Regions from separate parts of the Mus musculus genome. Here regions 1, 3, 4, 5, 6 and 7 are each linked to region 2. A link is a contact called in public Hi-C, HiCAR-type, HiChIP or PLAC-seq and promoter capture Hi-C data. All regions are on one chromosome and are shown on one strand. Each heading gives the region's core, a stretch centred on a gene start, on an enhancer-like site or on the middle of the called end of the contact. The rest is flanking DNA. Distances are from core to core; before and after follow the strand shown. Region 1 holds the start of Irf6 (interferon regulatory factor 6). Region 2 holds the start of Traf5 (TNF receptor-associated factor 5). Region 3 holds the start of Angel2 (angel homolog 2). Region 4 holds the start of Tatdn3 (TatD DNase domain containing 3). Region 5 overlaps Traf3ip3 (TRAF3 interacting protein 3). Region 6 holds the start of Vash2 (vasohibin 2). Region 7 holds the start of Utp25 (UTP25 small subunit processome component).

Region 1 (3,507 bases), core at 26-2,525, 1.1 Mb after region 2:
TAGCTGGGAACAGAGATTCACACACGCTAAAGCTTGGCTTAGCTTCTCCACTTTTTGCTCAGTGAATGATTCTGCTTACAATTAAGATGGGCCTTCCCACATCAATTAGTTTAATCAAGACAATCCCTCGAAGACATTCTCAGAGGCTAACCTTAATCAATACAACCCCATCCCACCCCCACCCCCATTGTCCAGAGGGCTGTCCTCTGGCTGTCTAGATGACAACTAATACTAACTTCACTCTATACAGTATTAGGTTAGGAAGGCTTGGTCTTCCCACCTCAGTCTCCTGAGTGGTGGACGCCTTTCATTGCTGTTATTCTTAGGACAGTGGGGAGGTTCTCACCCAGGGCCTTGATATACTAGGGAAACACTCTAAAAAGGAGCTACACCCTCAGTCTTCCTCCTAAGTGCCTTGCCCATGTTCCATCTCCTTGTTTCAGCGGCGTTTGGTGGTGAAGGGTTTGCCTCACTGCCTGGACGCTGCTTTCATAGTTGATCAATGGATAGGGCAGGTGGGTGGCACTTGTCAGGCACACAGGACATGAACTCCAGGTGGCAGAAAAGACTCTTACTCTGCAAGGTATTGTGGGATATTCTACCCTCACTTCAATAATAACCAAACGTGCTATGTACTTTATAGACACATATTGAATGCCCACATAATCTACCAGGCAGGCGATTTAGAAATCCCACTCTACAGAAAAGAAACGGAAGCTCAGGTTGCTGAGAAAACTTTCTTAGGTCTCTAGTGTCCGATAAAGACAGGGGCGAGGTGGGGTGGGGGTTTGAACGCCACAACTGGCTCCAGGGTCTGTGCTTTCAACTAGCACTTCATGGAGAATGGAAAAAGTGAAAATTGCGGTCGCCTTTGAATAGATAGAACTTAAGGTAGAACACGGGGTCCACGGGCAGTCCTGGAAGGTGCATTGACAAGTCCTGGAGTAGCTTCTCAAAGCCAAGTCCACCTACGCAGGTCCTCGTGCTAGTTCTGGGGCCCAGTCTCAGAACCCTCACTTGTGCAGGGTCACTACGGGAGGGGCGACGCTCTTCTATTTCGACGTGAACTCCTAGAACCCTCCCCCCCAAAGTCCCCAGGACGATCGGACACCCGCAGGGTGAGGCCCACACAGGGACCGCTCCCTCGGTGGCAGGGGCGTAGGGTGACGAAGAGGCAGGGCGGGGCCGGCGGCCCAGGAACGCAGAGGATCAGATTTCTCGCAATGCACCAATCCTGAACTCCGGGGGATGTGGCCACACCTGGAGGGCGTGACCAGACCGTGCAGGGGCTGTGGCATCCAGGGCTAGGCTCTGAGCACTGGGCACCGAGGTGGGCAGGTGCGGGCCTGTGCCGGCCGCAGAGGAGCCCGCGGTTCCCAGCCGCACCTAGCCGTCGGGGGAGCTCCTGTGCTGCGGCGGTGTGAACTCTTGTGCACCTGCTCCTGAGCACGGACTGAGGCCAGGTGGGGACGCCGGCGTTGGCAAGCCACCTGAGGGAGGACAGACACCTGACGGGTGGAGCCGGGCCCATTGGAGTTGATGTGGGCGGGGGAGCCGGCTTGGGTTCCGTGTCCCGCACCAGTCTGGGTGCTGGGCGCTGGGCACCCTTCTTCAAGTAGTTTTGGGACGGCACCGGGCCCCTTCTGATCCCCTCCCGCAGAAAGAGCTTGTTTCTGCTCCGCCTGCTCCACCATCGGATGGAAGGAAGGAATCCCTTCCACCCTAGCCTCTCCGGTTTTAACTAGCTTACTCTGAGGCTGGCTCCTCTGTCCCAGCGGGGACTTCCCAGGCCCCGAGGCCCTGGGTTCTAGTGGCTGTTTAGGGAAAATCGGGATGAGGATGACCTAGGGTTTGGTCGGATTTGTTTTCCTTTTTCCGAGTGTCTTAACACAGTCAAGGCCGCTCACACTGGGCCTGGGAGATGTCTGTGGAGTTCCAGGTAGCCAAGCTAGGTGCTGGGGAGGGTGGCGCCAGGCGTGGCAGCTCTGCCGGGTGAGGCCCTCCTGGCCTGAAGGGGCTGGAGGCGGTGCGCGGAGAGCAGAAAGCCTCCCATACCTGCCTGGAAGGGAGGCCTGGGCTGCCGTGCTTCGCTCGGTGATAAAGTGGTAACCAGCCTTCCCTGTTTTCTTGGTGGGTATCAAGATGGAAGCTAGGGAAGGGAGAGGGCGAAGGTGCTTGGGCAGGGATTGGTGAAGTTGCTAGTTAGATCTGTGTGTCACACATGACAGCACAGTGGCCTACAGCTTGGCCTTGTCATCCACCAACTCCAAACCCACAGGGAGGAGGTGTGTGAGGATGTGAGCAGTAGAATAGCATTTACTCCGAGGCAAGGTGAAAATTCATGGAGCTGGCATTTCAGTTCCATTCAGGAAGAATGGGAAACTAGGGCAGTCCCAACAGCTGCCTTTGAGACCTGGCCCAAACCACCAGAGCCTTCTAGCTTGAGGTCTAGGATCCACTCCTGGAACAGACAATGAGGACAGTTCGTGCCCCAGGAGCCTGAAAGTGCCCCTGCCCTCTGCTCACAGTGAGGAGGTGGGTGGTGGTCTTATCACTGGATGGTTCCTATCTGTCAGAGAAAACAGACCTTTCATTTTCATGTGGTGGCAGCTGGAGATGGCAGGGCACAGTTTCAGTGGCCTGAAGGTTTAGAGAGGTCTGATTTAGATGTCTTTAATCGCTTCCTCTCAATTTGGTGGCTCCTCCTGGGGTCCTTGTTGGTTTATGTGTAGAATGGGGGAGGCTCAGAGTGCAGGGCACAAAGGCAGGGTTTGGTGCATCCCAGAGGTAAGGTAGAGGCCACTTAACCTTATCCCTGTGCCTCAGTTAACTCAGCTGTCAAATGGGGCTGACACCACATCTTGGATCCTGAGGGTGGGATAACACAGGTTACACTATACAGCCTGTGTTGATGTGGAGGATGGCGCTGCTATTCATCCTGAGAAGTGTCACTGTCTTGTGGTATAGAAAAATGCTGCTGCAGTTTTAAATAATTGGGAATCGAAACAAAATGTGGGTGATTCTCTCTCTCTCTCATATATATACATATATATATATATGAGAGAGAGAGAGAGAGAGAGAGAGAGAGAGAGAGAGAGAGAGAGAGAGAGAGAAGCACTACATATATCATGGTACCTTGCAATATCTTCCCTGGTTTGTGTCTGTGTGTTATGGAGTGGAGATACTGCTGTACAGCCATGGCTGTGGGGTTTACAGCCCATGGATTTGGTTTAGTAAACCATTTTCCCTCTCTGACATCTTGCCTGTTTTTACCCTTCCCCGATAACTGTTCTAAGAATCTCAGATGGCAGATGGGGGAACTCCTGGCTGATTTTTAGAAGGCAGAGAGGGGTTGCAGAGAAGGAAGTAAGATAGAGGAGGGCAGGCTGCGGAGCCACACATGTATGGCCCCATCTTGGGAGAACATAGGGAATCCAGAGTGTGGATCTTAGTCACCAGTGACTGGGGTGGCTCTTCCTCTTGCCTTGCCAGTGCAGACTACTGTCA
Region 2 (3,681 bases), core at 1,066-3,565:
AGCTCCTGCCCAGAAGAACCCTGGAAGAGCTGCAACCCAGGTGGAGAAAGCACTTAGAGACTGCATCTGTTCCGGTGTCCTCTTCTTCTGGTTTGTTAAGTCTTTAAAACTTCGGCCAGGGGCCAACTCCTCACTGGTTCTCACATCTGTCCAGAGAGTCTTGGCTTCCTCTACTCAACATATACTGGAAAGAACATAGGAGTTGCCTCAGAAGGCTCAGGCTTGGCTGCTGCCCATTCCCTGCTATGAGGTTTTCTGAGTTCTAGCTTGAAATCATGTGGGACCTCTCCCTTCTCTCTGGGAAAGAGAAGCTAGTGTAATGTGATAGGTTATTTATAACCTGCATCTTAATCTGATTCCTGGGATCTAATCAACTCTTACTAACACCCGCCCTCAGTAACTGGGAGGCACACCCCAAATAAACGGAGTGCAGTTCAGCCAACATCTTTTTAGGCTAACCAATGCCAGATTCCAGGCTACCACAAAATCAGACACAGATCCTTCCCCAGTCACTTGGCTGGCTGCGTGGACAGTGTGGCATTGGTTCATACAACGTCAGGGGCAGTTTCCAGCAGAACTTTACCCACATTGCTGGAACAGATGCTCCAGGCACTTAGGGGAATCTGGGTCCTTTTGCTGACCCCTCAGACTAAAGGGGAGGTAGGCAGTTGTGGCTCTCTGAGGAACCAAGCTGACAGTCCTGAAGCAGAAACCTCAGAGTCCCCCGCCTGGCCCAGCAGCAGAGCTCAGGACTGAGTTGACACTAGGTGCTTCCCCTCGACATCTGGGGGATGTGCAAAGCTACCCTGACTCACAAGGGTGTCGTGGGGGACAAAATGAGAGCACATGACATTGAGTGAGGAGCAAATGGACCATAAGGGGCAGCTTCACGTTTAGTGGCTCTTTTTTCTTCAAGGCCCCCCTCAGGAAAGTGGGGATTGTAACTACATAAGGCTGTTTCTCCCCCTAGTCTAACAGGACTGACTCAGAGGCTTTGGCTCCCCAACTTTGCAAGTCACCCTGAGATACCCCAAAAAGGAAAGCTCTTACTCCCAGTGGCTGGGCCCCTATGTCATCCACCCACATCCAGTGGGTTCTCCACTGACGTCGGCCATCCTTGTCCCACACCACCGGCCTTAGCCAGGGACCCTGAGAACGTCACCCTTCTCTGTTGTGGCCCCTTTCCACAGCTAGCCCTACAAGAGACCAGGGAGACTACAGTCCAGAGTCTGGAGACAACCCATTTCCTGAACTCACTACCTTTCCCACCTTCATCTCCCATCCATCTTTCCATCTGTAATTTCTGCCTTTTCTGTTTAAATCAGTTGTCCAAGGTGTCAGGTTTTTATCCAGACTCTCAGTTATGTTAGGATCTCTGGATTGGGGAGGACTCGTTAACCCAGACGTTTGCTGTCTAAAATTATCTCTCACACACCCAGGAAGTTCTATTCTCAGAAATGCTTTAACCAATTTCTTTGCATTTTAAGTATTCCCTAAGACTTTTAAAAAATGTGTATATTCCTGGAAAAGGGAACCGTCCTCTTTGGCCCTAATCTAGTTTTCACACAGCACCTATGCCCGATGTTTATTGCAACAAGCTGGATGCCTTTTTTCACAGGCCATGGAGAGGATTGGGGAGAAGGGAGTCTCTCCTCATTTTACAGACCTTAGCCCACAACTGGACTCCGACGAGCCCCGCGCCTGCCGCAGCGAGATAAACAGAGTTCTCACGAAAGTAAAATAGCCAAATATGGAAAGTCAGCAGACAGAGTGGAGAGGCTGAGGAAGAAAGAAGCCAACCAGAATGGCCCAGAGGGATCCGCAACAAAAGTCCTCAGAACTGTCCTCAGAACTGTAACACCTCACAGTTGGGTGGCAAGGGGGTCAAGCAGTGGTGTGAGGACTGTCTCCGTCCAACCTGCGGTGGGTGCTCACCTCTAGGCGCCCGGGTCTGCTGAAATCTGGAACTCACCTTCTGCAGAGTCGGGTTCTGTTTCCAATCGAGCACGCGCTATAGCACCGGCGCAGGCTCGAGACCCTGGCATTAAGCTCACGTTAACGGGCTGTGCTCACAAGTCTTGCAAAAGTGCCCTCGGCCGGGCGCGGGTGTCCCGCGTCGCCTCAGTTCGCCCGCTACCACACACGCCTCCGGCTCACCACCCTGAGTTGCTTTCGGTTTCTGAGGAGCCGGGACGGTTAGCTCACCCGGACTTCGCCACTTGCGGGGCTCGCGGAGCTCCGCTGGCGCCCTACGGCGGCGGGCACTAGGCTGCTTCGCCTCAGCAGCGGGTTAGGCCAGCTCCAGCGGCGGGCTCCGGGAGGGGCGGGGCTGACGATGGGGGTGTGGTCAGGGTGCCCAAGAGGCAGGGCTGAAGGTGGAGGCGTGGTTATGTCTCCCGAGAGGCAGGGCCGAGGATGGGGGCGTGGTCATGGCGCCCAAGCGGCGGGGCGTGAGGCTTCTGACAGCGGCCAGAAACTCACCTGAGCTGGGCGAAGTATCCCTCTAGATGCTGGGAATCACCCAGACCCTAGAAGCCTAGGCTTCTCTTTCTAGAAACATTAGTATCTTGTGCGCCTTTGAATTGTATATATTTTGCTCTTCAATCAGCCTCCCTCCGACCCCCCAAACCTATTTATTCTTTGAGTAGACACGTTTGCTCAAGATCAGAGATCTGGCTCAAATCACTTCTTCCCTGAACTTGCTGCAGTCCAGTACAAATCTGCCAGTCCTCGTTCTGCTGTTAGCGTAACGTTGACAGTCTCTCTGATGTTCTGTTGTCAAAAGCGTCCCAGTTAGTTCTCCTGGTCTTCAGAGCCACCTGGTGGAGGGTGCCTGAACTATGAGCGTTCTATCTGCGGTCTAGAGAGAACTGAGTGGACCTACCCAAGGCTAGAGCTTGAATTCTTGCCTCCCAAATCCTAGCACAGAGTTGTTACAGTGTATTCGCTCTACAGGTCCACAGTAATTGCAGCCTGTATGAACGAAGTGAACTAGCATCTCAAATCTAACCTCTTCCAAGTCAGACAAACGCGGGAAATACTTAGCTGTCTTGAGCATCAAATGTTCATCACGGAGAGAAGAGAGTACTAGGGCCCTTGCAGTGGACACAGGTATGCATTGGAGCTGGGCAACAGCTGGGAGCGGATGTGGGATCTGGTGGAATAGTCAACAGGATCCCAACACCCAGGTGCAACTCTTTGGTTATCGAGATTAAACCCTCCCGTGGGCATGCTTTGGCCCTCTGGACCAGATTACTCTTGTGAGAACTGAAAGAGACTGAGCCTAAGTCCTCTCCTTCCCTAACCCTCCCAACAATACATCTATTTACCTTACTTTCCACCTTCTTTCACATGACTGCAAGGTGACAGGACCCTATGGATTTAGACACCATAGGAAACAGGCAATATAGACTGGAAAGACCATGTCTGAAATGACTAATGTAGCTATGGTTCTGAAAGAAGCAATCTGTTCTAAATATGAGACCCAAGGTCTTGGTATGATGAAGTCCAAAACTGGGATAGGATAAGTTCTTATTGTGTTCCAAATGGTGGCCACCGGACTCACAGACAGAAGTCTAAATGAGAATAGATAGGACTTTTTTGGTGGGATTGGAGAAGTGTGGTCTCGTACATTTAAATTTTTTTAATTATTTTTTATTTTGCTTGCTTGCATGTCTGTGT
Region 3 (3,308 bases), core at 537-3,036, 1.2 Mb before region 2:
ACCATGCTGCTATAAGGTAACTACTCTCTCTAAAGTTCTAGAGCAGACAGCTCCCAAAGTGTCTTTCGTCATCAAGAAACCTTCAAACTCATTGAAAGAATGCATCTTGACAGTTGGTGGTGCACGCCTTTAATCCCAACACTCTGGAGGTAGAGGCAGGTGGATCTCTGAGTTCCAGGTCAGCCTGGTCTACAGAGTGAGTTCCAGGACAGCCAGGGCTACACAGAGAAACCCTGTCTCAAACAAAGGAAAGGGAGGGAGGGAGGGAGGGAGGGAGGAAGGAAGGAAGGAAAGAAGGAAGGAAGGAAGGAAGGAAGGAAGGACCTTAATGCCATTTGCTTATTTCAAAACACTACATTTTTCTTTGCACAACAAGCAGAGGAGCTAAGGTGTGCTTGGAGGAGAAAGTCTGGTGATTGACAGGTCTTCCTTAAGTCTGCTCCAGTTAATAACCCTATCAATGATCTTTGTTTGCCGTATGTTGTGTAGTCAGTAGAGTACTAGGTTGAATAGATTTGAACAGGAGTCATGGACACTGTTCACAAGTCACTTACAATGTGATTATGGAACAAGGCATATAGGACACTACTGGCCACATGTAACTAACAACAACATTGTGATCACCCTTAGAAAATAGGACAGTATAAACCTCAAGCAGTCAGCCCCCATTTGTGGACACTGCGTTTGTAAACTGCCTACTCCCTAAAACCTACCTAAAATGTCCAAATCAATCCTCACAGTGTTTTGGTTTTTCTCCAACAAGGAGAAAGGCAAATTTTAGTTGCCTAGTGTGCTTGTCCCTGAGGTTAAACAAGGCACTCTGCCCTCTTGAGTTTTCAGACCGTAAAAAACTAACCTTTCTACCGACTACTTAGTGTCCCTTTCCCACAGTTTTACTGATTTTTCTATTAAAAGTGCCCCCCAAGTATACTGCTGCAAGATTCTGAGGTGACAAAAGTTAATGATGTAATATAGAGAAAATATGTGTACTAAATTATCTTCAATTAGGTATGTATCAGAAGACTGTTGGACAGAGTTTAACGTTAATGAAGTGACAATATAAATTAAATAAGGAACATGCATAAAACAAGACTTCATATTGGTTGATGAAAATGTGGTCCGAAGCCAAGTATGGCAGTACGTTGCTGGTGACCACAGTGCTCAGACAGGCATGTGAGATAAGTTTGACGAATGCCTGGACTGCACAAGACTTTTGTCTAAGGACACTCACGAGTGTGCGTGTGCAATCAGAGACTAGCTTTCCTCAGAGTTTGCTAATTCAGCATTCCTGACATGTTTACACAATATAACAACTGCAGATAAAGAGAAGGATATACACGAAGGATAAAGTATCTCTCAAAATTAACACAAGGAAAAGAACAAAACTTCCCAAGAAATTACTACCCACAGCTACACAGCTCTACCAAAGAAACTAAGCAAGCAGCGACCCTGGTTTCCAGTGCCCTCTGCCTCGCTATTCTCGCTGTCCCTTCTCCATTTATGTTTTCCAAGAAAGCTACGCTCGATCTGACAGACTCGGATCATCAACGCACTAATTAATGTACAAGTGGGTTCTCTGAGATTTGCACAAAATCAATTATAAAGTTCTACGGGAACCCACAGAATAGTATTTCCTCAACGTGGAAATCTACCTTTTGGATCTACGCAACCACGTAAATACACTTTAGGTCTCACGCAGCTCCTGCTCCTTCCTATGTCTTAAGAAAGCCGTCAAGCGCTAGCCTTCCGCCCTACCAGGAAATGGCTGTCCGCGCACGCTCTGCGCATGCCCGGAGTCGCACTGCTTAAAGGAACTGCCCCAGAAGGCAAGATGGTGACCGGGCCTGCGGCGAGACGCTCCTCCCAGCATGCCTAGCGGCCGGCCGGGAGCCGAGTGATGGGGATCCGGTAGGACCCGGCGAGCGGCCGAAGCTGAGGTGCAGCCGCGGGCCCGGGCGTTGGGCGCTCACAGAGAGCCAAGATGGAGACGTGGCGCTGTGTGAGGAGGGGCTACGGCCGCTGTGTGGCGGGGCGAGGCCGGTCAGTGGCGAGCGGCCGGCGGGATGGACAGAGGGAGGGACCTGGAGGGGCGGGCGGGGAGGGGAGGGGCGGGGCGGCGGGGCGCGGGAGGAAGGCGGAGGAAGAGGGTCCGCGGCGGGGACGCGCCAGGCGGCGCCCGGGGAGAGGTAACGCGCGGGCGGGCAGCAGCGGTGGCCGCGGCCTCCGGGATCCTGCGGGCCTCGCGCGGCCTCCACGCTCGCCGCCGCCGCCCGCGCGCAGGGCCCCGCCCGGAGGGAGGCTGCGCGCCCCGGGGTGGCTGGGCAGCGTCGGTCACGCGGAGGCCAACTTTCACCGCCACTCAAGTTCTTGCTCCGTCCTGGGTATTTTTCTTTCAATCCACTCTTTGAGAGCCTGGCGTGATGGCTCACGCCTGCACTTTCCACACCCCGGAGGCCGAGGCGGGAGGATAACCATGAATTTGAGGCTGGCCTGGATTAGGCAGCGAGCGTGACACTCCGCCTCCAAAAGTAAAAAAATAACTCACTTGAAATTTTAAAGCGCCACAGTACATGCAGCCTCTAATAATGTCACCCCAAGTAGTATCCACCGAATCTTAAATTGGATGTACGGATTATGTTTTTCTCCTATAAACTTTGAGGACTTAGTTATTAAGATTCCAGTGGTTTGTATAACCTTTGAAACTATATCGTACCACGCGTGGGAAATAGCACACTGTCGTTACATAAGCCGTTGGGATCTGCCCACTCCATTCCTGGTTCCTGTGCTATGGCATTTTCTGAGTACCAGCTGTGTGCTTGGCCCTTGGGTGGAGACTGGGCTTTCAGAGAATACTGAGGTTCGAACCCTCAAAAGCTCACTATCTTACAAGAAAAAGATGTGGTATAAATAACTGCCAATCCAAAGAATAAGCGTCACTGTGCAGGTTGCAGTATAGAAACATTTCAAGACAGAAAGTAAACCGTTATAGCACTGGGGAGGTGGAGGCAGGAGAATTAGAGACACCACCAGCCTGTGCTGATGGTCTTGGACTTGGTTTTTGTCTTGGTTTTTTGTTTGTTTGTTTTTTAGAGAAGGAGGGTTTTTCTTTGTATCTCTGGCTGTCCTGGGATTCATTGTGTAGACCAGGCTGGCCTTCAACTCAGATCTGCCTACCTCTGCCTCCTGAGTGCTGGGATCAAACTCATGGGCCACCTCAAAATTTTTAAATTTAAAAACAAAACAAGACAAGATCCAAGTGCTGAAATCCCTTTGAATGACTTTCGGGGTCAATTGCAAGATATAGTGCC
Region 4 (3,482 bases), core at 815-3,314, 1.0 Mb before region 2:
AAAACTCAAAAGACTGACTGCCCCATTCTCCAGTGCTGCTAAGCATGGTGGCTGTAGGGACACATTTTTAAATCAGACCAGCATGTCTCTATCATTTCATTAGCATGTGCCTTTGTCCTGCTACTAACCTGCAGACATTAGATTCCTCATCTATCAAATGGAGAATATATGACTATAAAAGAGTAACTTCCTCAGAAGGTGAGACTTTAAATGATCTAAAGTTCAGTGGGGGGTTAGCTCTGTGGCTGGCACAGAGTGAGAGCTTAAATATACTGCTGACCACGGAAACAGCAGAGTCTGCCTACTTGGTCCCTAAAAACAGTATGTTGAATGAAACAGGAAGGGCACAAAAGGGGGGGGGATATGGATTCTAGCTTACCTTCCTGGCTTTCTCCAACACATCATCCAGATCCTACAACAAACAGAAGCAACCACGTTTGTTTTACACGAGTAATTAACTGCTCTTGGTCCATATACAGGCAGCAGAGGCACCATTAAGGACAACATTGTTAGCAAGGAACAGAGTGGCAGAAAATGAAGTCACCCTCCTCCTTACTCTCACAGTCCATGATGCACACTATATCAAAACAGAGATCTCTGTTGCCAAACACACAGAGCTTTCCTGTCCTCTCTCACTCTGTCCCTCAGAGGCTTCTGGACATTTCCCTCATGATTTGCTTTCACAGCCTAGTGGTAGGTAACTCTTCAGTCTCCTTGACTGATTCTCTGTCCTTTTTGTGACTTCAAGCTCTTCTGTTCTCTTTCCACTTGCCTTAAGGGATTCTGCCTTTTTCCTTTGTTTGTTTAACATCCTCGACCACACTATGTAAGATCTCTATCACTAAGCTATATCCTCCCCTTCTCGTGGTTTTTGATACCATGCTGAATCTCCAACTTACAGAGTTTTTACTCTCTCCAAGACCCACGACTCACATTTGAAATGATTATGTATTCTAATCTTTCCACTTGGATGAGATCAGACTTAACCAATATCCCCCCACTAGGATTTCCAGCTGCCCACCTGCCCACTCTGATCCCAAACCTTTTCTCGTCTCAGCAAAGGCCATCACCATCTTCCTTACAGGAAGCACAAACTGAAATCTAAGTCATGCTCGATTTCTTCCTCCCCTTGCTGTTCTTATCCAAGGCATGCATGTACTGTTGGTGTTATTCCTAAAATTTGTTGAGTACATGGTATTCTCATGATATTCTCACTGTACTGGCTTCTACCAGCTCTTGTCTGTAAACTGAGACGTTTCCTAAATGCTCTCACTTTCTCTCCTCCACCTTTTTGCCACTCAGCAGCAAATTTGTCTTCAGAATATTCGCTCTCTATATATATTTAAAATGGGTTTGTTTTTAAACTTTTAAGGGTTAAGACTGTGCATCTAATGCAATCCAAATGTCTTACTGACCTTGACCTACCCTTCCCAGCTCCTGGAAATTTCTCCTTTATTAAGTGTTTCCAGCTGCTGGTTAACTAAAACAGATCAAATTCTATAATGTATGGGAGGTCTACAACCTGCCGGTGTTCATCACTACCATACACTCACACCCTAAGCGTCACCTCCTAAGAAAAAGGCACCTACTTCTCCTTCCTCTTCACTTTCCCCAATGTAGCCGGTAAAACCTATTTCCATCCCTACACATTCACTCCATCAAGTGTTATTATTTTTGTTTGTCCCTCTGCCGGGCCAGAACTAGAACCTCTGCTAAGGGCTTGGATGGATCAGCACACCTCAAGAGTGGTAGGAGAAAGGGGTGTTGAGACGACAAACTAAAGCTTCATAGAAATAGTTAACCGCCGTGTAAGATGAGGAATGTCAGTTCCAGGACGCTGGTTCGAAAGGGTCGCCATAGACTAGGTACGGTCTGAGGATTTGGGGGAGAAAAACTTGCGGGAAAGGAGACACGGCCCTCCCGACTCCCGCAAGCCCCAAGTCCCCCTCACATACGTTGTCAAAGTCCGAGGCGGAGAGATGGCAGTGACAGTCCACTAACCCCAAACCCATAGCTACTCCTGCAGGCTTCTCGACTGCAAGCCAGGCGGCGGAACTCTGGGGCCGCGGAACCCGAGGCGGAACCTTGCGGCGGCGGCGGATCGGGTTTCCAGTCGGACGCGTGCAGGAGCGTTCCAGGGAGGGAAGCATCCTTCCGGTCTCAGCGATTCCCGCCTTAGTTTAAACCGGGAAGATGGCGGCTGTCTCTGAAACAGTGCTCGTCTCCGCCCCGCAGGACCACGATGCCCAGGCCGCCTCAGACCCTCAGGCCACGGCAGCAGACTCTCCCCTAGAGGACTTCCGAGTGCGCTGCACCTTGAAGAGGGCGGTGATGGAAGTGATGGAGATGTGCGGTCGCTTCGTGCAGGAGCTCGGGGCCGTGCTGCCGGAGGACGTCCGCGAGCTCGCGCTGCGGGACGCACAGTGGGTACGGACCCCTCTTTCCCGGTCCTCACCCAGCGCATCCTGGCTCTGGCTCGGGGCCCATGTCAGGCCTTCGCAGATGGAACGATGCCCAAGACTGGCTTGGGAAATGCCAGGGAAGGCAACTAGATGCTAGTGCCGCCTGGGTGCTGCTTCCTGTCAGGAACATACAGGGCGAACACGTATGTAATCTTAAGAAGCAGGCGGTATTAAGTGTACCCATATTCTTGAACATGTACAGCGCTATACGTATAAACAAGGCATCACATTTTGCTTTCATAGCAAGCTTTCAAATCTTGTGTTTTACAAAACATTTCTTTTGGTAGTTAAGTGCGCAGTAAAGACAAAGTCGCTCTCCTGTGGGCCAGCGCAACTTTGCTGGTTGGTATGAGGAATTCTCCAGGAAATGATAATCCTTGAAGTCAGTCATCTGGCTAGGTTTTTGGTCATTGTTATTGTTTTTGTTTGTTTTTATAACATCGTGTGGATTCGGGGAGAAAACATTTTCTTTTTAAGTTGAAAATAGATGAAGAAGCTGTCTTGGTGTTAAATTTTACCAAGTTCTAGTTGAGCTGGTCATGACAGTGTATGCCAAGTACTCGGAAGGCAGGGGCATGCAAATCTCTGTGAGTTCGAGACTAGTCTGGTCCACGCCGTGAGTTCCAGACAAGCCAGGGCTACGTAGAACCTGTGCATCCTGTTGCTCCCCCGGCACCCATAAACCCTTAGAACACACTTATTTCTCCTATATTTTGTGTACCCCTGAATATGATGGTTTCTGGGAAAAGACACTAGAGATCGAAGGACTGCTAACTCAAGCAGATAAACAGCCTATATGTAGGGGAAAGTTTCAAGCTTGTAACAGCACATTCATGACCAATGACAAGAGTGCAGAGTAAATATAGAGGTTGTCAGCATCAAAAACTAAAACAACAGTGGTTAAGGGAAAGAATAATGAAGAAACCTTCCTTGGATTGTAGTTTTATACCCCAGTTTTGGGAATAGTAGCTCCTGTGTTATTCTCTCCTTAGAAGTAAGGCAAGGAGAGAAACGGCACTT
Region 5 (3,316 bases), core at 206-2,705, 1.1 Mb after region 2:
CCAGTATTCTGCTAGAAGCCTTTAGTTGAATATGTAGAATTCTCAGAGCCTCCTGCACCATGTCTGCCTGCATGCTGCTATGTTCCCACCTTGATGATAATGGACTGAACCTCTGAACCTGTAAGCCAGCTCCAATTAAATATTGTCCTTATAAGAGTTTCCTTGGTCATGGTGACTGTTCACAGCAGTAAAACCCTAAGACAGAGGCTGTACCTTCAATGAAGTTAAATGCAGTCAAATGAATTTAGTCTAGTCTGGTAGTGTTTTTCTAAAACAAGACCAGAACACAAGGTTAAACTGAGGGAAGACCACAGAAGACAAGATGGGTGTTGGCAGCCCATTCAGCAGGAGGGGAGACTGGTACTGGTGATACCTTGATTTCAGGGCCCAGGACAGTGGGGCAAAGGTTTCTGTCATGGCAGTCCTTGCATTTCACACCCTTCATATCCACTGAGAGTTCCTAGAGCCCCTCAGAATGTTCAACTCTCTTGTATGTAAATGTGTACTTTTATCTAAGGCGTATGTATATCTTCCTGTATGCTTAAAGTCGTCCCTGACTCTCACACACAGTACACTGGAAATACCATGGAAATGTCAGCTATAACGTATGGACTTGGCACTAATTACAAGAAAGACAAGAAAAACAGGATTTCCCCCCCCACCCCCTTTCAGTTATACTCGATCCAATGTTGGTTGAATCTGAGGCTTTGGAACCTGTGGCTGTAGAGGAATGACTACTGGTGTGTGTGTTCCTCCCTATCTGGCAGGACTCCTGAGAAATTCCTTGAAAAGTGAGAAATGGACCTACAGATACGAAACAGAGTAGGTGTGGACACGGGGAGGGGTAAGAGGGCCTCTTGGAAAGTCACAGAGCGATTCAGAAGCTGGGTCAACCTAATAGTCTGTCCCTGCCCCGTCCCGTGAGCCCCAGGTCCTGAGGTGCCTCGTGGCACTTTAAGGTAGGTATCCCTTGATCTAGGACCAAGCAGAGAAAGATGAGCAGAGGTGCAGTTCTGGCTTCTAGTCTTGTAGCATTTCAGCTATAAGATCCTTGTACCTGCATACATTGGAGCGTTTCACCTACTTTGCTGATCTTTGTACCTGTGTACACCCCCCTTGCCAGCCTTGAATTTTACCCAGGGGACATCTGTCTGGAGTAGTGGGGGTGTCAGTAATGAGAGTATGTTTTTTAGAGATAGAGCTGTGAGCAGTTAGTCTGTAGTGGTTTTCATATTCCTTCTCTGACTTGTCTACCCAAGTTCTGTGGGACTCTTGGAGTCCTTTCTCCAGGCCTGGATGTTGTGGCTCCTGGTGTCAAACTGACTTCCAGCCCTCATGGCTAAAAAGACTAGGGTGGAAGAGGGTGTCTGGGATGAGGTGGGCCTCCCTTTCTGGGAGTCGGGTGCCTGGGGAAGACAGGGAGTGGCATCGCACAGCTCCCGTTTGATCTTATTTGTTTAATTCTTCTAACTGTAGGGACCAGGGGGAGCCCCCACCCTTTCTGCTTCCTGTGTTATTCAGCTGGGCCTTGCAAAAGCAAAAATCTTTGCCAAAAACAATTTTCTAAAGTGCCTCCTACTATTAATGTTTTTCTCAGCCGCATGTGGGAAAGAGCAGAGAGAAAGGGATTTGGCATTTACAATAACCACAGGGCTTGGGACCAATGAGAGAGAAGGACAAAGGCTTCCACTGTTCGGGCGCAGGGGTAAGAGGTAGAACAGCTGCATTCCCCAGAGGGGCCTGTTCACTGTCAGTCTGGCGGCAACACACTAAGCTGGCCCCACCCCGCCCTGCTCTGCGTTGGTCTTCCCACTAACTGCATGCACTTTTCTTTGCCCAAAATCTACAGTGCAGAAGCCAGCCAAACCCACCAAGTTTAAAGACCAGGATCATCTCCTTATAGCGTGGAAGGGACACAAGCCCCAGACAGAGTCCTTGGAATGTCCTCTGGGCACCTTCCTATTCTGTAGTATCATGCTCAATTCAGTGTTTTCCTCTCCCAAGGGTTTATGTATCTCAGCCAACCCCCAGATTATTTTTCCATTTATGTTGCAATGCAAGACAATTTACAGTATCCCCTTTCAAGTAGGAATAGGGGCTGCCACCCAAGTCTAGGGCATGAACAAAATCTCTTGTACATAGAGCTCTGCTTCCCAGACTCCATAAGGCAAGCAGGAAAGTCCCAGCCATGTTCACGTTGCTGCAAGTGGAGCACAGGATTTCCTGCCCCCGCACCCTGACTCTACCCATGCTGACGACTGTGTTAGAGTATCTGAGAAGCTCTAAGGCTACAGACCTTACCCCAGGAGCCTGGAGCATCTTGGAAAGGAGAGGAAGGCAGTGAGGAGGCCACACACACACACACACACACACACACACACACACAGAGTGTTGATCCAAGGCTTTAGATCCTGCTACTGTTTGATCCTCCTGCCTCAGCTCTGTTTCCAGAAACGCCACACCTTCACCACAGAAGCCCCTTCCCATGGCTGCTCATCTCTCCCCTAACAGCTTGCATACTGGGTGAAGCCTGTTCCCTCTGTGTTGTCATCTCAGGATCTCAGTTATGCTTTGCAGAACTTAAAGCCCCAGTGCTCCACTCCTGCTTCCTCTGCAGGCAGAGCTACTTTTGTTCCAGTGGCCAGACCCCAGCTCTGGGTTCTCAGCAGTTCCTAGGGATGTCTTCAGGGGCACCAACCCTGGGGTTCTCCTGTAGATCTTACCATGAACATCCTTGCATGAGAAGCTGCAGATTCATATGTGGACCCGAATGGAAAGGACAAAGTAGACACTGGGCTTAAGCCTGAGTCCCAGGTCTGACCTCATTCATTCAGCTACTTTCCTAACACCATCAAATGAGGCCACGGTCCAATGGCTTACTGCAGTTGTCTCAGGAGGGGTGGAATTGGAAGTGTTTTGTTTTGGGAGAAGTAAGGGTTCTCAAGTGAACAGTTATGGATGACTTCTTAAATACAGGAAGCTAGAAGCTTGGGGTGGGAGAAACAAGAGAAGTGTGTGTGTGTGTGTGTGTGTGTGATGTGTGAGACCTGGGAAAGGTGGGAAGATGGGAGCGAGGAACCAAGCTGGAGCCTGGGGAAGAGCCTGGGATAAAATAACACCCTCCTCCAACTTTATGATAGAAATAGCTTAAAAAGGAAGGCAGGGGCTTAACATATAGCCCAGGCTGGCCTGGAGTTTGGAATCCTCCAGTCTCAGATTCCTGATATCTACATGAATAGCTCTTACAGTATCTGCCTCATTCCCACTAAGCACAGTTGGCCTGGGCTTTCTAGACTTCTCCAGGGCCCCACCCCTC
Region 6 (3,563 bases), core at 647-3,146, 1.1 Mb before region 2:
AAGTCAGAGCCAGGGCTGCCCGAGTTCAAGAGCAAGGATTATTACTGCTGATACTCCCACAGACAAGCTTCTAGCGCAGGTAAGCTCCTATCCTTTGGACAGAATAAACTCCCTGCCTAGCAAAGTAATAAAACACGATGAAGCAGGAAGCAGAGAACATCCTCCACTTCCCCAAGGACACACACAGCCTTCTGGCCTGCAGGCTTGCATGCTCAGCTGTCGCCAGCCAGGACCGGGACTGACTGCTGCCATGTCTCTGGGATATGTGATTCCTGCACCTCTCAGGAGTCCTGCTCAGCAAACGGGATCCCTGGGGTCCAGGGAAGCCACCTCCATGGCCACACTCCAGGTTTTCATTTTATATAACACGACACTCCCACCAGAGAACATGTCTCTCTGTAACCATATCCTTGGCCACTGAGCTCAGTTGCTCCCTGGCTGCTCTCCCGAGTAAAAAAGAGAGGGTCACTTGGTGTCTCCCTTTACTCCAGAGACTAATTCATCCAGTGTCCTGGAAAGTCCCTTTAAGCCACAGCCAAATGCTTCATTGGCGCCAGATTAAGCTGGTAAGGGACAGGTCACTGTTCTCTGTAAGCTTCAGAGGTAAAAATCAAAAATCACTGTCATAAAAGGATAGGAAGAGTGTGATGATGAAGATGAAGATGGTTAGCAAAAACTCTAGGAATGATTCACACTGAGAAGTCTGGCTGATTGATTACAAATTCACTCCATAAGTCATTTGCTAGGGAGACCTGGGGGTGGGGGGGGAGGTAAAACACTCACGGAGGGCAGATAGGGTGGACCCTGGGGTTCTATGCTTTCTTGGAGTGGTTGGTGTTGACCTGGTGACATTAGCTTTTGATGAAGATATTACAGGAGCTGAATACATAATGGATTTGGCTCAGCCCAACCTCAGAGCTTAGCCAGCAAGCCCCCTGCCTGCTCCTCTTGGCAGCAGAACAGGACTCAGTAGCTGGACACGAGGTCTCTTCTCCCTGCCCTGCCAAGGATGGGCTGAGCAGGTCCCATCCCTGCCAACCCGCCCATCCCATCCCACCCTTTCCAGCGAAGCCACTGACCTTAGCCAGGAAGGCAGCGTTTCTGATGGCGCCTACCATCTCTCCCCCTCTGGGGTGGACCTTGGCAACGTGCAGCCACATCCGCTCCCAGGTGTGGCTATCGATCGGGAACCCGCTCTTGTTCACGTGGAACAGCACCCCGCCGTCTTTGTCCTCCTCCTCGGAGCCCCCGCTGGTGGCGAGGCTCACGGGCCGCGCGTGGCTGCTCCGGGATCGGGTGCCTTTGGTGATTTTGGGGTGGGGGCAGCGGTGAGTGTCGGCGGCAGAGCCGGTCATGATGAGGGGCACACGGCAAGGGGGCGGAGGACGCCGGCACGCCGGGGATCAGGGCCCCGCGGGAGGTTGGGGTGGCCTTTAACTCTCGCGGCCGTAGGACACACGAAGGGAACCCCGCTCACCGACCGGGCCTGAAAGCAGTGGAAACAGCAGACACTGCAGCTCAATAAGACAGGCATGGGGGTTCCCGCCTCGCTGCCCCAGACCCACCCTTCAGGACTAACGCGAGCTTCCAGCCCCGCCGATTACCTAGCAAGGCGGCTGGAAAGACGCCACGAAGCCTCACACCCAGCTGCACTCGGGGATGGGGAGGCATGCAAGGAGCGCGGGGTGAGGAGGGGACGGGGTAGGAAAAAGCAAGACAGCTGTGTAGCAAGAAGACTCGAGGGTCCCCTCCAGCTTCACGCATCCCTGGGTCCCCAGATGTGGTGGACTGCCACGGTCCCACAGCGAGCGGGCACGTGAGCGCCCGGGGTTGGCGCGAGGGAGCCGCAGCAGCCTCTGCTTGTTAGGGAGGCCTGGCGTCTTCCCGGAAGCCCCCCGAACCCTGGCGCGAGAGGGGCGGCTCCAGCCGGGGTTCCCGGGCAAGCGCAGCGCCGCCCCCTTCCCGCGGGTCCCGCGCGGGCACCGCGAGTGGCAGCTGCGGGCCGCCACGACGCGCGCGGGGCCCGGGGACCCACCTCGGGCCGGCCTCATTGCTGCAGAAGGCTGTTGGGGTTGAGGCGGTCGTCGCCTCATTCCATGTCCCATTCTCGAATGTTATTCTGTGACATATAACTGAGTCACCCGGGCAGCCGCCGATGTTCCGAATGCGGCCATTGGACACCGCAACAAAGAGGGGCGGGTCCCGAGCTTGGGACTCTACAACCCGGAGCTCTGCGTCTCTGCGATTGGTTCCAGGGTTCCCGGGCGGGAGGGGATACGAGTTAGGGAAGCTGGGCTGCCACGCGAAATCCGATGCTGCAGTATCCTGGGAGCCCCGCGGAGCTGGAGCGACTGTCCAGGGACTAAGATCCAGTTTCCCTCGGGCAGAGGCGCAGCAGCTAAGCTCCGGAGATGAGATAAGGAAGTAGTGGGCCTGGTGGAGCAGTGTTGGTCGAGGAGCTGGGCACAGTGACTACACAGGGCTCTGGGTGGCTCTAGGAAAGGCCAACTTTAATACTTATTTAAATTCTCCATTACAAGTTTCTCCCCAGATTAACAAGTGTGTACAGCCCTGAATCCTCTATTAGTAGATGTGGATAACAAGGTTCTTCAACCCAAGCTGCTGTGAGAGGCAATTCGAGCCCCTTCTGTTCTGTAGTCACTGTAGAGGGATGCTTGAAGCCAAGGGAGTGGCCTTCCCACAGCTTCTCCTCCTCTTCTTTGTCGTCGTCTTCCTCTTTGTCGTCTTCTCCTCCTCCTCCTCCTCCTCCTCCTCCTCCTCCTCCTCCTCCTCCTCTTCCTTCCTTCCTTCCTTCCTTCCTTCCCTTCTTCTTCTTCTTCTTCTTCTTCTTCTTCTTCTTCTTCTTCTTCTTCTTCTTCTTCTTCTTCCTTCTATCTCTCTCTCTCTCTTTCCCTCTCTCTCTCCCCCTCCCTCCCCCCCAGCCCGTGTGTGTGTGTGTGTGTGTGTGTGTGTGGTGTGTGGTGTGTGTGTGGTGTGGTGTGTGTGTGTGTGTGTGTGTGTGTGTGTGTGTGTTTATACGTGAGGCTGGAGTATTGGGTTCAGCGAGTTAAGATCACTGTCTTTAAGGAAGACCAGCACTTTGGGTTCAGCACCCGTTCTCAGCTTCAGGAGGATCACACAAGTTGGGCCTCCTGGGCACCTGCGCTCTCATGTTTGTGCTGACTCTGACATATATGCAAAGACATGTAATTTAAAAATATTAGAAATAAATATTTTTAAACCTTTTACATTTTGCATTTGTCGTGTGTAAGTGTGCAGGTGTACGGATTTGGAGAGCGTGTGTAAGTATGTAGGTGTACGTGTGGAGTGTGTGTGTGTGTGTGTGTGTGTGTGTGTGTGTGTGTCGAGATCAGAGGACAAAGTACTGGTGGCCATTCTCTCATTATACCACATAGGTTCCAGGGGTCAAACTCAGGACCTCGGGCTTGGTGACCAGCCAGTAACCACTGAGCCATCTCACCAGCCCAAAGTACCTTTTTCTTAGTGATAGTGTCTTCCTTCTTGCTTCCTCCATCCCACCCTCCCTCTCTCACTTCCTCTCT
Region 7 (3,520 bases), core at 566-3,065, 1.0 Mb after region 2:
CTCTTCCTCAGAAACATTCTTTAATGTAGCAAGCAGTCTGTGGTACCCTGAAACGTGCTCTTGTTCACTCTCTGATTCACTTTCAGAATGTGAAGAATCTGAACTCTCTGGCTAAAGAAAAATGAGAAATTAATATATATATATATTGTTGTCAAAATAAAAATAAGAAAGAAAATGTGAGAAATACATATTAGTGGAATTTCCTCAACCACAAAGAAGGAAATTATATCACATGCAAGGGGATGGATAGAATGGGTGATAAGGAAGTAAAAATAAGTCAGACTAAAGACAAGTAATATTTTCTCTTGCACAAGGAAACTAGATTTAAAAGAAATTAGAAGTCATGAAATCAAAAGGACAAGAATTTGGGAAGAGGAAAGGGATGAGCAGAGATGGAAGACAAACAGTCAAAGGAAGGAAATGAATACGATCAGATAATTTTGACTGGAAAAGTCCTTAGGAAACCCGCTACTTTGTATAATGAATATACATTAACTCACAGACAAAACAAAAATCCCTATGAGCTTTTCAGCAAATATTACAGTCTCATCTCTTGAACCAAGCCGGGCATGAAACTTAAATAAAACAGTTAACCAAGCTATGGTTCTAATTGACATCAGCTGCACGTGGAAAGAAAACTGACTTTTCAAACAAAATTTCAGGTTATGAGTTTTAACTTACATCTCAGACATCAGGTTTCATGTTGCATGATGTAAGAGGAGAATTACAAGCAAGTGTCACTGTCTGAGTCTCCGGGCCCCTTGTCCATTTTATACTGTGTGAAGCCTTTCATGCACAAGGAGCCAGCACTCTGATGAACCCCTTCCACAGAACTTAAGACAGTGTCATGGGGTAGTTTCCAACCATAGCCTCTCTCATCACATGGTAATTTCTACAGCTGTCTCCATCACTTACAACCAATTGGGTAGCATTACTAAAATCACAGCTCACACCCAAAACAGAGAAACACGGGGATGCAAACCAAACTTTACGTTTACACCCAATCTTAAAGGTAACAACCCAATTCCAACTACTATAAAGAAAAAAAGCATTACCAGCTGACAAATCTGCGGCTTGGCTTCCTTCTTGGAAACCCTAAAATAGAAATAGATAACATTAAACTTTAGCTGCTAGTTCGTAACAATCACGAAAAGGCATAATGATTCTGCTTTAAATGAATACCAAAAAAAAAAAAAATGTCCAATACAGGATAATATCCAGTCAGTGTAAAAAATGAAATTCTGCATGCACAAGGGCAGAGATGATCAGCAGACAAAAGGGTAACAGACAAGAGAGCTCAATGACATCTCTTAAGAAAGGATAAGTCAGAAACTGGCTTTTAACGGCACACCGGGGTTCACCTCTCAGGGCCAACTTTATCTCCCGACCTCCCGTCCTGTTTTTGGAGACCCTTACGCGGCCCTGGCTGGGCTAAGCTGCGATTTCGCGCCTGAGCCCGCGCGTGCTCGGATGACAGGCAGCACGGCCCGCGGTCTCAGCAGGTCCCGGTGCAGAGCGCACCTCCGCAGCGGGGTTCCCGTCCTGCACCGACCGGACCCGGCTCAACTCGGCCGGAACCAGCCCTCCCGGCGGCCCGCGCACCCCGACCTGTCGTAGAAGGGGTGCTCCTCGCCGAAGTCGCGGAGGTGCTTCTTCTGCTTCTTGGTCATGGTGCTGAGCATCTGGCTGCGGCCCCGGTTCCGGCGTTTGCCCATAGCGGAAACGTCAAGCTCGCCACAAACAAACAAACAAAACACAAGGTTCCCAGTGGCAAGTTGTCGCTGTCGCACGTGGGCACGCTGGCTTTACGGCGGAGGCGGGAGCCGTAAAGCAAAGCTGCTTTACGCCCAGAGAGTACGACAGGCGTTACACCCTCTGGTCGCTATACTGCCCCCTGCCGGAGCGCCTCTAGCACATAGGCGTGTCTACGCATGCGTGATCGGAACACCAGCTCCTAGGGCTGCAGGGACTGGCTGTCTTTCCGGGATGGAGTGGCTTGCTTTGTGCTTATCTTTTACCTTTTTTTTTTTTTTTTTTTTCTCCAAAATTGAGGAGGACGAGGTTGGTGGTCCTTTGTCCCTCTCCCAGGAGCTAAGAACTGAACCCAGGACCTTGCACTGGTTTTCAAGCACTAAGCGAAATCCACAACCGCGTGGTTCGCTTTGATATGTCAATGTATGCTAGCAGAAATGGTTGAATGCTACTCAGAAGAATAAGGACCATCGCTTAAGGGTGCCCGCACACCCCACTTAACGGCACACTGTCCAGACGGATCTAGCGAGTCAGTCTGTTGAGAAAGATGCAGACACCGATGCTTAGCAAGAAAGATCATTCATTAGTCTCTGGGAGTATGTGAGGTGATCCTCTCCTGACATTGCTTCTTTAACAAAAGCAGAAACACACAAGATAAAGTAGGATCTTGTATGTGTTATCACCCAAACGAGTGAAACTGTACATTTAAAGTTGATGTGTATTAGCCTGAGTGTGAGTAATAGCCTAAACGGGCCAGGGGCGTTGCTCGCTCATATGTAGGGTGCTTAGCCAAGGTACTTTTCAAATCCTGGGGTTTGATCTTTAACACTGAGCAAAACAAACCCACACAGCAAATAAACTAGTGGTGACTCACACCTGTGATCTCAGTCCCCGGGAGGCCGAGGCAAGAGAATGAAGTGTTAGAGACCTTTACTTAAAAAATAAAATTGAGCCGGGCATGGTGGCACACGCCTTAAATCCCAGCTCTTGGGAAGCAGAGGCTGGCAGATCTCTGTGAATTTGATGTTACCCAGGGAAAATAAAACAAGACCCAACTTCTCTAAATAAACAAAGGAACGAACAAAAATAGCTGAGGCCTGTATTTCAAGGACACACAGCAATAGGTGAGGCTGTTTGACACCACACAAAGACATACTTCCCTTCAAAACTAACCGAGGTTCAATGTAAACAAAGTACTAGCTCCAGCTTAGACTCAAAGCACAACTGGAGACATCGAAACATCTTTCTGTGGAAGAGTAGGGGTTTACTCAGGTCCACCTGTCCGCCCTCTGTTCCAGGGTCATCTACTACTAATAATTAGGGTGGGAGTGGGAAAGCCAGTGGTGGTGGGGGACAACCCCCCCCCCCCAGCAAAAAAGTATCAAAAGCCATGCAAACAGAAAGGGTGGTAGCCAGCACCTGGCCTGGCCTAGGAACTCATTAATAGACATCTGTCTTCTGTCTAGTTGAAAGGTATAGTCACTTAGATAAACAAAAGGCTGTTTGCAAAGTGTCCTCACAGGTTTTATGGCTCTGGTGACCGTGTAACCTGGCTCTAACCAATAAAAGCCATACTTTTTTCTCCTTTTACTGCACCCCAAGGGCCCTACCCCACACCCCCAGACATGCAGTTTCGTGTTCTTCCAGAGATCTCATCAGAAGCTGAAGGTTCCAGCACTTGAGGTGACTCTTGCTCTCACGTGGTTTCCAGCATGCAAATCTAGACTATTCCCAGTTTTAGGCAAAAATTCACCCTATCTCCATCCAA

The links. Promoter capture Hi-C pulls out the DNA fragments that hold promoters and counts their contacts. Hi-C and Micro-C count contacts between places; a contact is called where the count stands out from the background. HiCAR-type assays count read pairs that join an accessible place to other places. HiChIP or PLAC-seq counts read pairs in DNA pulled down with a chosen protein or histone mark.
Region 1: a promoter capture Hi-C map of embryonic stem cells shows a contact between it and region 2, with 4 times the contacts expected there. The contact joins the promoter of Irf6 here to the promoter of Traf5 in region 2. A contact is called at or near these places in 4 of 39 promoter capture datasets (the C10 cell line, cranial neural crest, embryonic stem cells and 1 more).
Region 3: a contact with region 2 is called in an H3K27ac HiChIP or PLAC-seq map of bone marrow-derived dendritic cells, with 6 times the contacts expected there. The contact joins the promoter of Angel2 here to the promoter of Traf5 in region 2. A contact is called at or near these places in 4 of 39 promoter capture datasets (erythroid cells, liver, neutrophils and 1 more), 2 of 484 Hi-C or Micro-C datasets (CD8 T cells and regulatory T cells), 5 of 115 datasets of contacts at active chromatin or transcription factors (bone marrow-derived dendritic cells, bone marrow-derived macrophages, large pre-B cells and 2 more) and 3 of 9 other capture datasets (adipose tissue, liver and macrophages).
Region 4: a contact with region 2 is called in a Hi-C map of B cells, with 10 read pairs. The contact joins the promoter of Tatdn3 here to the promoter of Traf5 in region 2. A contact is called at or near these places in 2 of 39 promoter capture datasets (hippocampal neurons and neutrophils), 2 of 484 Hi-C or Micro-C datasets (B cells and CD4 T cells) and 1 of 9 other capture datasets (adipose tissue).
Region 5: a Hi-C map of B cells shows a contact between it and region 2, with 11 read pairs. The contact joins the enhancer-like site here to the promoter of Traf5 in region 2. A contact is called at or near these places in 1 of 39 promoter capture datasets (pre-B cells), 2 of 484 Hi-C or Micro-C datasets (B cells and bone marrow-derived macrophages), 1 of 115 datasets of contacts at active chromatin or transcription factors (large pre-B cells) and 1 of 9 other capture datasets (liver).
Region 6: a contact with region 2 is called in a promoter capture Hi-C map of the HPC-7 cell line. The contact joins the promoter of Vash2 here to the promoter of Traf5 in region 2. A contact is called at or near these places in 2 of 39 promoter capture datasets (the HPC-7 cell line and hippocampal neurons) and 1 of 9 other capture datasets (adipose tissue).
Region 7: a contact with region 2 is called in a HiCAR-type map of astrocytes, with 3 times the contacts expected there. The contact joins the promoter of Utp25 here to the promoter of Traf5 in region 2. A contact is called at or near these places in 2 of 39 promoter capture datasets (cranial neural crest and embryonic stem cells), 1 of 115 datasets of contacts at active chromatin or transcription factors (astrocytes) and 1 of 9 other capture datasets (liver).

Annotation. Positions count from the first base shown.
Region 1 is chr1:193,151,837-193,155,343 of GRCm38.p6, forward strand. Irf6 (interferon regulatory factor 6) reads left to right here and starts at 1,276. Exons shown (of 8, transcript NM_016851.2): 1 at 1,276-1,463.
Region 2 is chr1:192,090,284-192,093,964 of GRCm38.p6, forward strand. Traf5 (TNF receptor-associated factor 5) reads right to left here and starts at 2,316. Exons shown (of 14, transcript NM_011633.2): 1 at 1,973-2,316.
Region 3 is chr1:190,926,719-190,930,026 of GRCm38.p6, forward strand. Angel2 (angel homolog 2) reads left to right here and starts at 1,787. Exons shown (of 9, transcript NM_021421.4): 1 at 1,787-2,040. The coding sequence starts at 1,982.
Region 4 is chr1:191,060,846-191,064,327 of GRCm38.p6, forward strand. It overlaps Tatdn3 (TatD DNase domain containing 3), which reads right to left and starts at 2,065. Exons shown (of 10, transcript NM_001357166.1): 1 at 1,956-2,065; 2 at 380-412. The coding sequence starts at 2,012. It overlaps Nsl1 (NSL1, MIS12 kinetochore complex component), which reads left to right and starts at 2,176. Exons shown (of 6, transcript NM_198654.3): 1 at 2,176-2,427. The coding sequence starts at 2,194.
Region 5 is chr1:193,187,791-193,191,106 of GRCm38.p6, forward strand. The region is part of intron 8 of Traf3ip3 (TRAF3 interacting protein 3); the gene reads right to left. Among named protein-coding and RNA genes, the nearest start is that of Traf3ip3, 12 kb to the right of the region's middle. Within about 2 kb of position 1,456, at least 190 of the 459 cell types and tissues checked have an H3K27ac peak or open chromatin away from gene starts, as enhancers often do. A contact at or near this core is called in B cells, where this site is marked.
Region 6 is chr1:190,977,102-190,980,664 of GRCm38.p6, forward strand. Vash2 (vasohibin 2) reads right to left here and starts at 1,897. Exons shown (of 8, transcript NM_144879.2): 1 at 1,605-1,897; 2 at 1,080-1,486. The coding sequence starts at 1,355.
Region 7 is chr1:193,128,436-193,131,955 of GRCm38.p6, forward strand. Utp25 (UTP25 small subunit processome component) reads right to left here and starts at 1,816. Exons shown (of 12, transcript NM_145415.2): 1 at 1,609-1,816; 2 at 1,056-1,095; 3 at 1-111. The coding sequence starts at 1,715.